Linked DNA regions of Mus musculus: region 1 is linked to region 2. The links are chromatin contacts, called in public Hi-C maps. All regions are on one chromosome and are shown on one strand. The core of a region is the stretch at or near the end of the contact, and the rest is flanking DNA. Distances in the headings are between cores, read along the strand shown. Region 1 has its middle 70 kb from the start of 7420700N18Rik. Region 2 overlaps Fut10 (fucosyltransferase 10).

What was found. A called contact is a pair of places that touch in the nucleus more often than the background predicts.
Region 1: a contact with region 2 is called in a Hi-C map of muscle stem cells, with 4 times the contacts expected there. The contact joins two enhancer-like sites. A contact is called at or near these places in 2 of 39 promoter capture datasets (the 3T3-L1 cell line and hippocampal neurons), 14 of 484 Hi-C or Micro-C datasets (the C2C12 cell line, the C3H10T1/2 cell line, the HL-1 cell line and 8 more), 1 of 115 datasets of contacts at active chromatin or transcription factors (embryonic stem cells) and 1 of 9 other capture datasets (adipose tissue).

The regions. Positions count from the first base shown.
Region 1 is chr8:31,295,431-31,300,125 of GRCm38.p6, reverse strand. No RefSeq gene overlaps it. Among named protein-coding and RNA genes, the nearest start is that of 7420700N18Rik, 70 kb to the left of the region's middle. Within about 2 kb of position 1,680, at least 9 of the 459 cell types and tissues checked have an H3K27ac peak or open chromatin away from gene starts, as enhancers often do. A contact at or near this core is called in the STO cell line and muscle stem cells, where this site is marked.
Region 2 is chr8:31,210,306-31,214,570 of GRCm38.p6, reverse strand. The region is part of intron 3 of Fut10 (fucosyltransferase 10); the gene reads right to left. It also overlaps the pseudogene Gm8051. Among named protein-coding and RNA genes, the nearest start is that of Fut10, 25 kb to the right of the region's middle. Within about 2 kb of position 2,795, at least 38 of the 459 cell types and tissues checked have an H3K27ac peak or open chromatin away from gene starts, as enhancers often do. A contact at or near this core is called in the STO cell line and muscle stem cells, where this site is marked.

The DNA of each region.
Region 1 (4,695 bases), core at 431-2,930, 87 kb before region 2:
TATATCCCAACTGACTCATTCCTTCTCCTGTTTTGAGGAGTCATGGGCCTGGGAATTAGAAGTAAGAAAAGAGCTAGGGAGATGGCTCAGCGGTTAAGAGCACTGACTGCTCTTCCAGAGGTCCTGAGTTTGATACGGAGCAACCACATGGTGGCTCACAACCATCTGTAATGGGAATGTGATGCCCTCTTCTGGTGTGTCTGAAGACAGCAACAGTGTACTCACATACATGAAATAATAAATGAATCTTTAAAAATTATTAGAAGTAAGAATAAGAATGATGGAGAAGCTTATGTGTTTCCCTTGACTGATTGAAGTTTTCTATTATAAAAGAAAGAAAAAGCAACACCTGCAATGTCCCAAGATGCTTAGAGAGTCCAAAGGGAACTGGGGATGTCCCACCACATTTTGAGAAAGCAAAGTACCACAAAAAAATTTTTTTCCAAGGTCTGTTGCAAGAAACTCTGATATCTTTATTTAGGGCTGAGAAAGTAAATGTCTCCCTTCTTTCCCACTTCTCCTCTTGTTACTATAATGCTGGACTCACAACTACTACTTCTGAGACAAATTCTCTAACACGGCAACGGGGAAGCCAGACTTATTTTCTCAATCATCACACGATGCGACTCCGAGTCCCCCATGTGGCAAACAATGCCACAGAGAAGAGGGGTGGCTCTCTGGACTTGCATTTCACTCTTAAACAAATAAGGACAGCCAAGAATTATGAGAACTCATAATGAAGCGCTCTGGCAAGATTTAATATGTTCCTAGCCGGCCATCAATGCAATAATAGGCCGTGGGTATTTTTATAAATGGATCTTTCCTCTTTAGAGTGGTTTTAGTTGCTTCCCATCCAAAGAATCACTTAGGCAAATGCATAGCTGAGGGGGGAACAAAAGAATAATGATTCTTCTACCTTCTCATTCACGCCAACCTGAAGATGCTTTACACTGGGGGAGGGGAGAGGAAGAGAGAACAGCCAAGAGAAGGAAGATGTTTTGGGGAAGGCAAGGTGGAAACAGGGAACGGAAAGTACAATGCCTTACATGTTTGCTGCATTCCAAGTGCTCTTTCAAATACCAGGAGGGTGAGGATAAATGTAGGGCTAGGGAGATGGCTCCATGCCTAAAGTGCATTACGTGACCCCATCTCAAGCCAGATACGGTAGCACCCGTCTACTGTCCCAGCACACCTATGCCTGGAAATAGGAAACAGAGACAAGAGAATCCCGGGAAGGGAAGAAGGAAGCCACACATTTATTACCTAAGCAACAAATTTGTTTTGTGGACGAAGAAAACAGTTGGCATGTCTGGGCTCATTTTAGCTTCTCGCCTGCATCAATAATATTGACGCATGAGCGCCGAGGAAGAGAGCTGAGCTGTTCCTCGGACTTTGACAGATAAGCCAGCAAACGACAAATAGTCATCAAATCCCTCTTCTCTTATCCAAGCATCCTTTACCCACCCCCAAACCATTATTTCCCACAGTCTGCAGGAAAATTACTCCGTCTGTAACAGGCACACCAGCCCACTGTGAATTCACGCGGAAGTAAGCCCAGAAACAACACTTTAGGGACAGGAGTCTTTCTTTTACCAGAATCACATCTTTGTACGGCATTGATGCCAGATCAGCTGTCTTCTGCTTAACAGGGCAAAATGAACCAGTTCACTGAAAAGTAGGGAAATACTCACCCCAAAGCTAATCGCTGATCTTCCCGTGAGACCTAGCTCTAGATATGCATGACAGGGAGTTGGCCCAGAACGTGAGGAAAGGGCCCCAGGGAAGGATCAACTGAGCTCCATGCACGGTGTACTTACATAAAGTGCTGAGAGACAACAAGACAGACAACGTGAATGAAAGGGGTGAGCGAGGACAGGGGTGGTCAGAAGAGGTGGAAGCAAGGAGAGCCAATCAGACAGCAGTTTGGTTTTCTGAATGCAATCAGAAAAGTTTAAAATACATAGAACTGTACCCTTAGGTACTAGAGAGGTATCCGTCAGAGAATCACAAGTTCAAAAGCCAACCTGAACAACTCTGTGAGATGGTATCTCAAAAGAAAAACACCCCCAAAACCTTTGCCCAACATGTATAAGGCCCTATGTGCAAACCCTAGCATCACCAAACAAAACCAACACGTCATGCCTGTCACTTTGTTGTCCATTGTCACAGAACATGGGTGTGACATGCTTTCCACAGAGTGAATTTAGGAGATGGTTAACTTACAACTCTGGTACATTCTTCCAGGAAGCGCCAGCCTGTGACTGTGACCCTACACCACAGTGGCACCTGCTGGTCAACTGATGAGTTGCACTTAAAATCTATGCTATAGGAAAGCTTTGGAATAAAACTGCATCAAGTGATGGCACTTTTTCACACTTTACCCGAAATGCATCTTCTGGGTAGGGGCTGAGGGAACTATGTATATATTAAACATTTTATTGAATAAAGTTTCATAGCACGTGATTCACAAAGCATAAAATAAAATGTACAACACATTGTGTTAGTGCTGTACAAAACTGGACACTCACAAAATGGCATAGAGTTTGCTTTTGTCAAGTTTGTGGCTTAGTTAGCTGCTAAGGTATAATTCCAACTCAACCATTATTTGACAAAGAGATAAAAAGTAAATGACTGATTCTCATGTTCTTTAGTAAAGAAACCACCTAAGTCACTGATGCCATGAATGGCGTCCTGATAGGAATGCCGACTGATGTTCCTGTTTTCATTTAAAAGACAACACAGCCAGGCGTGGTGGCGCACACCTTTAATCCCAGCACTCAGGAGGCAGAGGCAGGTGAATTTCTGAGTTTGAGGCCGGCCTGGTCTACAAAGTGAGTTCCAGGACAGCCAGGGCTATACAGAGAAACCCTGTCTTGAAAAACCAAAAAAAAAAAAAAAAAAAAAAGACAACACAGATATATGCTGGAACTTCACTCATCTGTCAGTACCAGATATCTGATATCTACTTCTTTAGCATAAATAATTACATGTAAACTGTTTCATCTACACTAAGAAAAAAAACATGGCAGAATGCTTAACATGAATGTTAGGGCACTGCAAATCAAACTTGAGCTGTGACTTTACACCCATTAATATGGCTTCTATTAGGAGGAGTGTGTGTGTGTGTGTGTGAGAGAGAGAGAGAGAGAGAGAGAGTTTGTAAGACAATAGAGAAACTGCAGTCTTTATTCCTGGATGCTGAGAATGTAAATCAGTATCCCCATTGTGAAAAGAGTATCGCAGTTCATCAGAGAAGTAAAAATGGATCCAGCAATTCCAGTTGTGAACATGTGTGTCGGTGAAAGAAATGAAAGCAGGGAATTAAATAAATACTCTTCCACCAAGTTGTGAACAGTCATATTATTCACATTAGTCCAAAGATCCAGGCAATTCATAATATAAGCCAGGAAAGCATAATATGGACACATAGCGGCATATATTCTGCTTTCAAACAAATGAAAATTGTGACCCATGCCACTATATGGATGGAAGTTGTAAACACCATACTTAGTGAATAAGCTAAACACACACGGCATGCTTCCATTTTTATGACATACCCAAAGCAGTGGCACTCAAAGGCAGAAAACAGAATCACTGTAGCCCAGTGTTGGGAGGAGAGGACAACACTGTCCCCATTCAGTTTTTATGGTGACGAATTGCAAATGTGGATGGTTTTAAAGCCAGTGAACTGTACACTTAAAATAGTAAATGTATATATTATCCTATTTTTACCACAACAAATATGTAAAAGGTAAAACACAAAGAAATGGCCACGAATCCACCTACACGTGCAGAGGATGAGTGAAGAGCATAGACGTCTACTCTTACAAGACTCTAAAAGGCATTGTCCAAACATTCATGCCTCAATATTGTCATAGAAGGCAAAGTAGGGAGCTGAGACTGTTATCCTCATTCTTCAGAGAATCAGAGGGCACCAGGCAGAGAGCATAGCCTTCCCCATTGCTAGGCGAGAACAAGATGTCCCTCTTCGCCCTACTATGATGGCTACAGAGAAGGGTGAGTGAATTCTCCCAGTGCCCATCACTGCCCAGCAATAAGGAAAACAACTCCATTTCAGTATCACTGGATACCATATGAAAAGATGAGGCTCCATGTGTACCCACCAGTGATGAATGACATCAGTGGCAAAGTGAAATGCTACAGAGTTCCTGCTAAATGGTAGTCATGGAATAGTATATAGCTTCCCTTCTGCTACTGGAAAGATGTAAGAAAATCACCTAAAATACTATAGACCCCCAACATTCAAGGACAACGGAAGATTTGTGTTTGTCTTCGCCATTCTGAAAGTAGAACAAGGGGTGAAGCTGGAGATGCACATAAAGAAATAAGTTGAAAATCCTCTTAAACTCGGGGAAAGATAAACCCACAGATTCAAGATGAGGAGATGCACCTGAACACACATGACTAGAAACAAGAGTTCACATCAAAAGGCATCATAATTTCAAATCTTAGAATTAGGGCCGGAGAGATGGATCCCTGGCTGAGAACATCTGCAATGGGTTCTGGGTTCAGTTCCCAGCACCTGTATCAGGTGGGTCACAATCAGGTGGGTTCAGCCATAAGGATGAGCACCTGCACACACATATTACACATAAACTCAGGCAGGTACATACCCATACGCATGAATAAAAAGAAAATAAATAAATCATTCTCTTAAAAATCCTAGGATTAAGG
Region 2 (4,265 bases), core at 1,546-4,045:
GAGCTCTGGCTTCTATCTGGCTGTGTGACAGAACCACACTGCCTCTCCTTCCCTACCCTCGCCCTTTTCAGAAACCTGGGCTGTTGCTTATGAGCCTCAGATCTAAAGTTGGCCAGCATCTCCACCCTGCACGACTTCCTTTGTGTTTATATGGCATTCTGTCTGTGTTGCCCTTTAGAGTAAATAAATTGTTTATGTAAAGGTTTAAAAAAAGATAAAGTTTGACTTTGAACATTAGATCTAAATATTAACTAGATAGAATTATCAAAATTCTCATCCTAAAATACTTCTGGTAGCATAGACACTAACACTTTTTATTCCTTTGTGTGATAAAATGAAGCTTTAAAGAGTGATGCAAGAACACTTTCAAACATAACTGGAAGAATAGAAATCCTTGCTCCCTGACCAGCGTTAACCCGTGCATACTGCCCTCTAGTGTCACCTCCTGGGAAAACACCCTGAAATTTGTGTATGAAGCTCACTTACCAGATCCTCCATCATCTCCATGTGCTCCGTTTCCTAATTCTAGGTCCCAGAATTTGACTAGAATAATTTCTTTGACAGTATATCTTCACTGTGGTCTCTTCCAAAAGGTTTCACTAAAGCATCCTGAAAATTAGCTAACTGGGAGAGAAATGTGTTCTAAGTCCCCAGCAAATACTCCTTCGGTTGGAGAGCAGAGCCCTTTTGCCGTTCTCAGCTCCTTGTGAATCGACAGGTGTTTTCCAAACTAAAAGCAGAGTAGGAGAGAAACTTAACATGACTCAGGGCATGTGCACAGAGAACGGAAGGTGCCGGTGGCAGCAGCCACTTCCACGGCTATACTGACATCTGCAGGCATCTGAAGAGCAGCTTGCTGTCACCGTTAGTAACTGCTTGATCAAATCTACCTAATAAAAACAAGGCAACACAGATACTATCCCGCAGGTGATAATGGGAAGGGGTCACAGACAAGTCATTCCTGCGGGTGAAAATGGATAGTAACAGGCCACACTAGTGCAAAGAAGGACAAAGACGGTGTTAACGACAGATTTACCACTAGCGTCTGTGAAATTCTTCAGCATGATTTAGTACTTGATAGAGTCACATATCTCTCCCTTGCCAAAAGCACTTGCCCGTGCTCAGTTCTCAGCTGCTAAGGTAACAGAGACAGTGCTGGGCACTGCCCTCAACTCTGCTGGCTTTCTATCTTTTGAGATGATGCTCTTCCATCCCAGGCCACAGACCTCCTAGCCACACGGGCTCTGTGGACAGTGAAGTCAGGGACCTGGGCTAGGGTGCTCAGGCATAGCAAGCCAAAGCCTACAGTGTAATATGTGCAGTGAGTGCAGGGGACACAGTGAGGGCATTGGGTACTGAGGGGCAGGAGAGACAGACAGTGAGAACAATGGGCCCAGTGGGCACAGTGGGTGCAGTGTGCAGTGAGCGCAGAGGGTACAAAGGGGTACAGTGGGTGTAGTAGGGTCAGTGGGCTCAATGGAGGCAGTGTGTGCAGTGGCTGCAGGGAGTGTAGGGCTACAGTGAGTGCAGTAGGTGCAGTGGGTTCAGTGGGGCAGCGGGGACAGTAGGAGCAGTGGAGGCAGAGGGCACCGTTAATGCAGTGGATGAAGTAGTGGGAGCAGTGAGTGCAGAGGGTGCAAGGGGATAGAGTGGGTATAGTGGGGTCAGTGGGCACAGTGCGTGCAGCGGAGGCAGTGGGTGCAGTAGAGGCAATGGGTGCAGTGGGCACAGTGGGGGCAGTGGGAACAGTGGGCATAGCAGGTGCAGTGGGCTCAGTAGATGCAGTGAGAGCAGTGGGCACAGTGCATGCAGTGGAGGCAGTGGGCACACAGGAAGCAGTGGGTGCAGTGTGCGCAGTGGGTGTAGCAGGCACAGTGCCTGCAGTGGAGACCATGGAGACAGTGAAGGCAATAGAGGTACTGGGGGTATGGAGGGTGGGCGTAAGAGCAAGCTCTCCTGAGGGGACTCTCTCCAGAGGACCTCACAGAAACTCGGAATAATTCTAAAGCTGGTTCCTGAGCTGTGAGCTGATAACTCCTTTCTCTACACGGGGAGCCACTCTGACCAAGAAACCCTCCCAAAATGTTTGCTTGTTTCCATATAAAATCAAGAGGAAGGTCCTGACAGAGTTCCCTTTACAGGCCAGCCACACAGAGTGTGGATATCAACCTAAATACTTCCCAGAAACCAACACACACATAATTAGGGTAACCGTTTCCAGCGCAGCTTTTCTGTGTGTGGTGCTGGGGGTGGAACCCAGAGCCCTCAAGTGAGCCAAGCTGAACTCTCCACCTCCCTCATAAAAATGTTAGTCCTCGTGTAACACAGGAGTAAAAAGAGACCATGCTCTCCTTACACAAGAAGAAGCTTTAAAAAATGTGGGGGGAGTCTCCGTGTCTTCTGAGTACATATCAGAAAGACAGATTTGTAAACCACGAGGCTAAGGTTAAAATTCAGATTAGCCGCCTGATGAATGGCCGACACTTACGACTGTAACCCGCAGAGCAGAATACATCCACCTTTCAAATGCGTTAAAGTGTAATCTTACCAGACAGACTTTGTTGTGTCTGTGACACAGGGCACTTTGGAAATGTTACTTCCTACCCTTCTCCTTCTTCCTCGTGTCTCAAGGTCCAGCCTGTGAGTCTCAAATCTCGTGGAGGGACAGAATTGCCACTCTCTATGTACTGTGAGCTCCCAGAGGAAAAGAAGCTGCTGGCCAGAACACAGCGGCTCCCATCCTCATGGACTAGCCTGTCTGCAGCATGACTGGGGCAGGATCCTTTCCAGCCCTGGAAAGGACCGCCGTGAATGAGGACACCCAGCCAGGGGCTAAGACATGCTCACAAACCTCACCAGCCTCCTCTCCTGAACTCCTGCTAGAACCTTCTCACTCTCACCCCATTTTTCTTCTGAACAGATCGTTCTCTGGCCTCTCGGTTTCCAAATTGACATTTCTCCCTCTCCTAGTCTGTTCCTAATTAAAGAGCCGGACAAGCCTGGTTTGCTAACCTCACAGAGGCTTCTACTCTGACAGCTCTCTGCTGCCCCCTCTTGTCATCATGTGGAACAGCTTACTCTTGCCACAAAACTCTTGATTAGGTTGGCCAGGGCAGCTCTTTCAGTGTTTGGCATGGGGGCGGGGGGGGGGGGGGGGGGGAGTATGTTCAGGACTAGAAATACAATAGGAAGTAAAATGGCAAAAGCCCTCATTTTTGTGAAGCTCACAGCACAGTAGGAAAGGCACCCAGCGATCAGTCACATGGTAAATGTTACATCAGAACTCAGAGGACTTGTGAGATGTTTTAAGGGCAGGCTAGACCTGGTCAGCAGGTTAGAGGAGGTGTCCTAGGGTAGTAGTGATACAGGCTGAGATTGAAGGATGAGTGGATGAGTGGAACAAAGAGAATTAGGGAGTAGAAGGAACATTCCAGAGGAGAAAGCAGCAGTGTGGTTTCAGATAGCAGGTAGCATGGTAATTACACGAGAAGAAAGGAAGTCAGCATGGATAGAGGCTGCGAAATGGGGAGCGAAGCAGCAGAAGAGGCAAGCAGCTGCATGCAAGACCACTAGAGCGTGCTGGGAGGAGGCACTGACCAGGGAAGAAGTTATGGTATTCAGGGGAGTCCGTGAAAATGGGCAAGAACCAGTATGCAGAGCTGAAAATTAGGAGAGATTGTGCTAAGGAGAAAGAGACAGCTCTGACATACTTTTGTGCAACTTTGGATATAAGAGAGCAACTGCTCATGGCCATGGGAAAAGGAACTACAAGTTGTGTTTTCTTTTTCATTCTCTTTGTTTTTGCTGTTGTTGTTGGTTTTCAAGAAAGGGTTCCTCGGTGTAGACCTGGCCCTGCCTGTCATGTAACTCACTCTAGACAGCAGGCTGGTCTTGAACTCAGAGATCCGTCTGTCTCTGCCTCCCAACTGCTGGGATTAAAGGCGTGCACCACCATGCCCTGGATGGCAGTCATGTTTTCTTTTTCTTTTTTCTTTTCCCCCCAATTTTTTATTAGATATTTTCTTCAATTACATTCCAAATGCTATACCCTCCCCCCGCCCTGATCCCCTACCCACCCACTCCCAATTCATGGCCCTGGCGTTCCCCTGTACTGGGGCATATAAAGTTGCAAGATCAAGGGGCCTATCTTCCCAATGATGGCCGACTGGGCCATCTTCTGTTACATATGCAGCTAGAGACATGAGCTCTGAGGGTACTGGTTAGTTCATATTGTTGTTCTACCTATAGGGTTGCAGACCCTTTCA